Linked DNA regions of Mus musculus: region 1 is linked to region 2. A link is a contact called in public HiChIP or PLAC-seq data. All regions are on one chromosome and are shown on one strand. The core of a region is the stretch at or near the end of the contact, and the rest is flanking DNA. Distances in the headings are between cores, read along the strand shown. Region 1 has its middle 73 kb from the start of Mtss1. Region 2 overlaps Mtss1 (MTSS I-BAR domain containing 1).

Region 1 (3,291 bases), core at 610-3,109, 200 kb before region 2:
AGGACATGGGGATGTTTGCAGGACAGAGAAGCCCCTAGCTCCTGCTGGTACATCTGAAGAAGCGGTGCGGGGCTGGGCATGGGGATGGGAGCCAGATGCTGCTTTAGGCAGAGTGGGCACTCAGTCATCTAAGAGAGGACACACATGGGTGCAGTGATGTTGGCCAAGAACGAGAGAAAACAGAAAGAGGTTCCTGTTCTCCTCTGACTTCCTCATGTCTCCTATTAGCAGAACCCAGCAAAAAAGACGGCTGCTGCCTAGAAATGGAGTTTTCAGAGCCCCACCCGGGTGTTCCAGAGTCAAGTGTAGAACAGATGTTGAGCTCTGCTGCTGGTGCCGAATGTTCGTCACAACCATAACTGAATTTTTTGTGACTGTTTCCTATTCCTCTTCTTCCCTACCAGGCATGTCTAAGCTGCAGGCTCCGTGTATCCCAGGATAGCCATAAATGTGGCCCAGCACACTTGAAGATGCCAGTGTCACGTGGGAACATCAAGTCTGGGAACCACTTAGCCTGGGCTGTAAGTTCACTGGCGGAAAAGCTACAGTGACTTGCTTTCTTGCTGTCTTCACCTACAGCAAATGTATCTGGGATACTGGGAATCTTCAAGAGTTGCTCACTGAAATGGATTCATGAGAGAAGTAGTATTCATGAGATAGGAGAACAAGTACTGAAGTACTGAAATTCTTCTTTTTCTTTAAGATTTTTTTTTTTAATGTATAGACAGGCAGATATCTGTGGGCGCCGGATCCTGGGAAACTGGAGTTTACAGGCAGTTGTGCCCAGTGGTATGTGAACTCGGGACTTCTGGAAGAGCAGGAAGCATTCTTAACCTCTAAGCCACTTACTTCACCAGCTCCAAGTACTGGGATTCTCATGTAAGAGGATGTGCTGGGGTGAGATTTGGGAAGATGGCTCTGTGGTAAAGTGTTTGCCATGCAGACATGAGGAGCTAAGTTCAGACACGAGCTGGGCATGGCACATCTGCGATGCTAGCACTAGACAGGGTGGAGACAAGAGGATTCCTCAGGGCACCATGGCTAGCCAGTCTAGGCAAAATAGCAAGTTCTGGCTTTCTTGAGAGAGCCTGTCTCCAAAAATAAAGTGATGAATGAGAGAAAAAAAAATCCTGACATTAACCTCTAGTTTCTATGTGCACATTCAAAGAAACACACACAGACACACACACACTACACTCACTCATACACACACTCACAGAAGAGGCAGGGGAGGGAGAGCAAGAGAGCAGTACTAGCAAGGGATGAGCTAATGTCAGTGATGTTGGTCAAAGTCTTAACTCAGACTGGTCCTACAGGGCTCTGGACAGTGAACTACTCCCTAGGCCTGCTGCCCCCTTAGGGTACTCTGTCAGGCACTGGCTGCAGTGGAGGACCCTCAAGATGCAAATAATTTATGCAACCTCCCTGTTGAGGGTGGCTCCTGAAGGAAAAGGGAAAGTCCCCAGAGAAGAGGCCTTTGTGAGAATCAGCAGCCATCACCCACAGCAGGGGACATGGCAGACCCACCTGTGCAGAGGGCTCAGGGGGACACAAAGCACGTCTTCAGCCAAGGGTGGTGGTACCCACTCTTCACAGGGAGCTGTGGCAGAGGCTTTCAGGTCTTTCTGTGGTCTTAGGTTTCTTCTGCTGCACTTTGCAAGATAGAGTGGATTCCTTTCATCCTGTGGGGATTTTTATCAGACATGACAGAAGCTAAAATGTTAATTGCCCACATTCCTGGGTTGCCTGGGCCCTGGCATGTCTTCTGCAGCCAGGAGCAACCACAGACATAGCCTCAGCACCACAGGGACCCTCAAATGGCAGATTCCATCCCCACATGCTCTCCTCTGCGGAAGAAAGACAGGCCCCTCACTCCTTCCTTAGCTGCCCCGCAGGTGCCCACTCAGTGGTGGCCTGGCAGCCTGCACCAAAGAATGTCACTCTGGCTTAAGGCCCAGCCTCAGACAAAAGCCCTTTTGGAGCTAAGCCTACATCCTCTGGCTGACAAGACCCTCCCCCATCACCAACCAGGGAGGGCAGCTAAATTCATCTCCCTCCAACTGATGCTCCCCACAGGGCAAAGCCACCTCCCTACTCAGGAAGCAAAAGGCGTCTGAACTCTTTTGCCTCTGGCTTTCCGACAAATAGCTGACTGTCCTCACACTGAACAGGAGAGGGTGATCAGACAACACTGCCCCAGACCAGGCCAAAGAGGCCTCCAGACACACGTGTGCACTGGGAGCTGGGAGGAGGGGGCTAAGCATCAAGAACAAAGGACAACCTTCACACCCAACCCTGCCTCTGGCCGGGAGCTTGGAGTCACACTGCCTTGAGTTTAAATTTCTGTTTTGCTGGGAGTACCAGCCAACCACTGGGCAGGTCCGGCCCTGAACTCTTTGCCACTTTTCCATGAAGAGAAGAATACCAGGTGATTACCTGTTTTGAAGATTAAGAGTAATAGTATAAGATCCTAGTAGACCTCACCTGGCAGCCTGGCACTGTCGCCACAAACCAGTCTTCTGCTACATTCCCTCCTGATCCCACAGCTGAAGACCTCAGCCCCTTAGACCGCCAATTTGCAAATGAATGGACTTAAACTTAAACTTCTTCAGTTTTGTTTCCCTGGAAAACATTCCTAGAACCCTACTTGTTAGGCCTTAAAACCCGGGCCGCAGCGACCTCCTCTCAGGTTGATCCTTAAACCCAGCCTTTGTTTTTTGAGATGCTGACAATTACTGCAGCTCTTTGTTCAGTGTCTCTTGGCTAACTGTCAGCTCCCGAGGATGTGGCTGTCCTGACGCCAATTTGAACTGATTTTTTTTTTTTTTTTGCAAGTGAAATTTCAAGGGACAATGTGCCAGGTGTCTCAGTGAGCTGGAGTCTGGTGGGCTCTCTGTCCTCTGCTCTGTAAGAGCCCTCATTCATGTTTGGGTGGTGAGAGACTTGTTTTCACACTTGGTATTTCATTCCATCTTCACAATGATGGCGCTGAGGTGGCTATTGATCCGCCCACTTTGCAATTATCCCATTCATGAATAAGAAAACCAGTAAGACCGTACATATGGAGGGCGGGATGTGTGGCACCTGCTGCTTTGGCGGTGGGACCTAGGCTTCTGTTTAGGAAGCGTTATTTCAGCAAGCTGTTGAACGTCTCTTCTGCTTCAGGTATGCTGCGATACATACATGGGTTACAGAAGAGTGAACACCTCCTAGCTGGAGAGGCAGGTGTATAAACCACACCGTGTGATATGCTTTATAGTATATATACCTCCACCAGCTTCACTACCCTCT
Region 2 (3,036 bases), core at 272-2,771:
GGTGTCCACAGGCTTCTGAGCTTGGCCGTCAGTGGGTGGTATGGTGGACATATTCACGAGTCAGCATTTCACTGTGAGCAGAGGAAATCTGTAGTTGTCAGAGCATTGATGGTCCCTGCTTTCTCAGCTCGACTTTGGCCCCAGTGGGGTAGACATCCGTGAGAGGCAGAGGTTTTGGTGGACCATCCCAGGGGAGGATGGGAGCCTGGCTTCAGTGTTCTCTGTCTAACTACACGGGAACGCAGTGGGTGAGGTGGGCAGGTTGTTTGGGTGCCTGGTTCCCTCCGTGCTGAGTGAAGGGAGAGGACTCTCTGGAGGGACAGGTAGTGGAAGACTGGGTGAGCGGCTCACCCTGAGAATATTGGAACTTTCTCAGGAAGTGGGTGACTGCTGGGGGCCGCCACTTACATTCTTAGATGCTCTGTGTTATACATACAGTATGTTACGTACTTTCTTGAGCTAGCAAAGGTTATTTATGTCTAAAACTGTGTATTCTGAGCTTATTAAGTATTTTCAAGGGTGGGTTTTGACTCTATATGATCTTCCTATTATGCACTAATTACAAATGGCTCTTTCTTAACTAGAACACGGCCACTCTTCTCTCGGACTTTTGTTAAGTCTGTAGAGTTTTATGAAGTTCTGATAAGATTTTCCATTCAGGTTTGACATTCTCATCTGCGTTTGAGAGAAAGTACAGGGTATATCATATAGCCAAGGTAGGCCTCCCTGGCCTGGCCAGTCCTTGCACCCAACGATGGGTTACATTTACTGTCTTACATGTGGTTTGTAAGGGGACAGCTATGGCGATTGATCTAGCAGTTTCCTGAATGGCAACTGAATTCGTCATTCACTGAGACAGTGGACAGAGAAGATAGGTCAAGGGCTCAGGGAGTCAGGCTGTTTGGGCCTTAGCCCTGATCTCTACCTTGGATGAATCCTTCAACTTCTTAAGGTTTGACCTCTTCAACCCGAACAGTTAGGAAGACCCTAACACGCCTTCCAGTTCTGTGTTTAAAGTTACGAAGCAAGTACTTACATAGCACGTGCTGTGTACACATGCAGATACTGTGAGGGATCTCAGGGAAAGGCTAAAACCTCGCCCTGAAGGAGCTTAGAAATTCTTTCTCTGGCTTGAATGTAGGTAAAGCCTCTTTGCCAAAGGTCCAGGGTAGAAGCTTAAGAGCTAGTATCCTGTGTGTGACCCTGCTGTCCCCAGCAACAGGTCAGATCTAGACTAGTGCAGCAGGACTAATTCTGCAAAAGGCCAAATATTCTTGGTCCCTGGACATATATGTAAATGAGTGTGTGTGACCGTGTTCTAATAAAACTTTATTTACACAGACAGCTATCCCTGTTCTAGAGTTGCTTAACTGATTACTGGAAACAGTAAAACGTTGTTCGGATAACTAGAGTCTGGTGGTGTGGCCAGATAAGTAAATAATACGGCTCCGCTCAGTGTAGGTTTGTTCTTCATTTTGTCACCAACAAAGACCTAACTATAGACATCTGGTTACCAGGTTCCTTCTGCAGGAAGGGCATTGGAGCCCTCCATTAGGGACTTAGTGCCAACCATTCCCAGGTCCGAGGACTAGGAGCTGAATAACTACCTTTGTCTTCAGGGACTGGAACTTGTGCCTAAACAAAGGCTCTTTGACTGAGGTGGACCTGACAAAGCCAGCTTGTATGCATTTTTGGAAGCGTCCCTAGACACCTTGCTCCCCATCCCCAGACGAAACAAAGAAAGGAATGCTGTCACTGTGTGACCCGAGGTTTGCTGGCACAGGGGTCTGCAGGCTCGCACAAGGCCTGCAAGCTAGGAAGCCATCGCAGGAGATGCTCCTCGCTGGCAAATCAGCCAGATAAGTAAATACTCCCTTCAGAGGTTAGGAACAGGAAATAGATGCTCCTAGGAAAAGCAGCTGCTTCCAGTCTTTTGGGAGCGATGAGTAATGTTTTTAAGTCCTGGCAAAGGGTGCTTTGCCTCCAGCGAGGACTTCAGAGAAGGGAATTTGTTCTCGGAGCTGGCATTTCAGCGAGCTGACCATTCCGCCTTGTTCTGTTCACAGGGAGGGGCGACATCCAGCCTCAGTTGGACAGCGCTCTCCAGGATGTCAACGATAAATACCTCCTGTTGGAGGAAACGGAGAAGCAGGCTGTGCGCAAGGCACTCATCGAAGAACGAGGCCGGTTCTGCACCTTCATCTCTATGCTGCGGCCAGTGATCGTAAGTCGATGGAAACCTCTGGAAGGCTTGAACTAGGTAGTGTGGGGAGGGCTTTCCTTCTTGATTTATACATCCACCAGCCTACTGACAGCCACCTACTGCTATCTTGAATCTCGATGGCGGAAGCATGTCCACACATTAGATTCTCAGCGAGGAGCTGATGTCCACGTGGCCAACTCCTTATCCGCAGTTCATAGCAATGCTCATCCTATTTGGGCTTGCCTATTTATTTATTTATTTATTTATTTATTTATAACTGAGTTATGGTGTACCCTATCTGGGCATGGTGGCCCAAGCCTGTAATCCCAGCACCATGGAGGCTGATACAAGAGGGTCGCTGTGAATTTTAGGCAAGTCGCGGCTGCACAGTAAATTCTAGACCACCTAGAGCTACAGAGTGAGGCTTGTTTTTTTCCCCTACCTCAGAAAACAAACAAACGAAAGAATCCTAAGGTAAGAGTTCCAGGGCGACGCCAGCACCTGTCAACTAGATAGGAACATTCTGAGGCCCACCGTATCTCAGACTCCAAGCCTGGGACCCCGCACATCTGTGTCTTAAGCCCTCGGAAGCATCTCGGGATCCGCTCCCACATAGTTTTCCAGTAAACCCCGAGCAGAGTTTGCAGCAGCCACTCTCGACGCTGCAGGAAGGCTCCTGGGGCAGCTCTCTCCACCCTAGCGGAATTCTCAGATTGGAGTTGTTCCTCTGTCTGTACCTGTGCCCTCTGGTTCCCACTGGCACTTGGGAAGGCGACTGAAATGTTCGCAGTCTTGGCTTCCATCCCGCTTGCCAGCTCTTAAGGTGGGGCTGG

The links. HiChIP or PLAC-seq counts read pairs in DNA pulled down with a chosen protein or histone mark.
Region 1: a contact with region 2 is called in an H3K27ac HiChIP or PLAC-seq map of oligodendrocyte precursor cells, with 5 times the contacts expected there. The contact joins two enhancer-like sites. A contact is called at or near these places in 1 of 15 datasets of contacts at CTCF or cohesin (large pre-B cells), 7 of 484 Hi-C or Micro-C datasets (the G1E-ER4 cell line, Th1 cells, bone marrow-derived macrophages and 4 more), 5 of 115 datasets of contacts at active chromatin or transcription factors (bone marrow-derived macrophages, embryonic stem cells and oligodendrocyte precursor cells) and 3 of 9 other capture datasets (adipose tissue, liver and pancreatic islet).

What each region holds. Positions count from the first base shown.
Region 1 is chr15:59,153,414-59,156,704 of GRCm38.p6, reverse strand. No RefSeq gene overlaps it. Among named protein-coding and RNA genes, the nearest start is that of Mtss1, 73 kb to the right of the region's middle. Within about 2 kb of position 1,859, at least 79 of the 459 cell types and tissues checked have an H3K27ac peak or open chromatin away from gene starts, as enhancers often do. A contact at or near this core is called in oligodendrocyte precursor cells, where this site is marked.
Region 2 is chr15:58,955,621-58,958,656 of GRCm38.p6, reverse strand. Mtss1 (MTSS I-BAR domain containing 1) reads left to right here. Exons shown (of 15, transcript NM_144800.2): 8 at 2,067-2,224. Among named protein-coding and RNA genes, the nearest start is that of Ndufb9, 23 kb to the right of the region's middle. Within about 2 kb of position 1,521, at least 20 of the 459 cell types and tissues checked have an H3K27ac peak or open chromatin away from gene starts, as enhancers often do. A contact at or near this core is called in oligodendrocyte precursor cells, where this site is marked.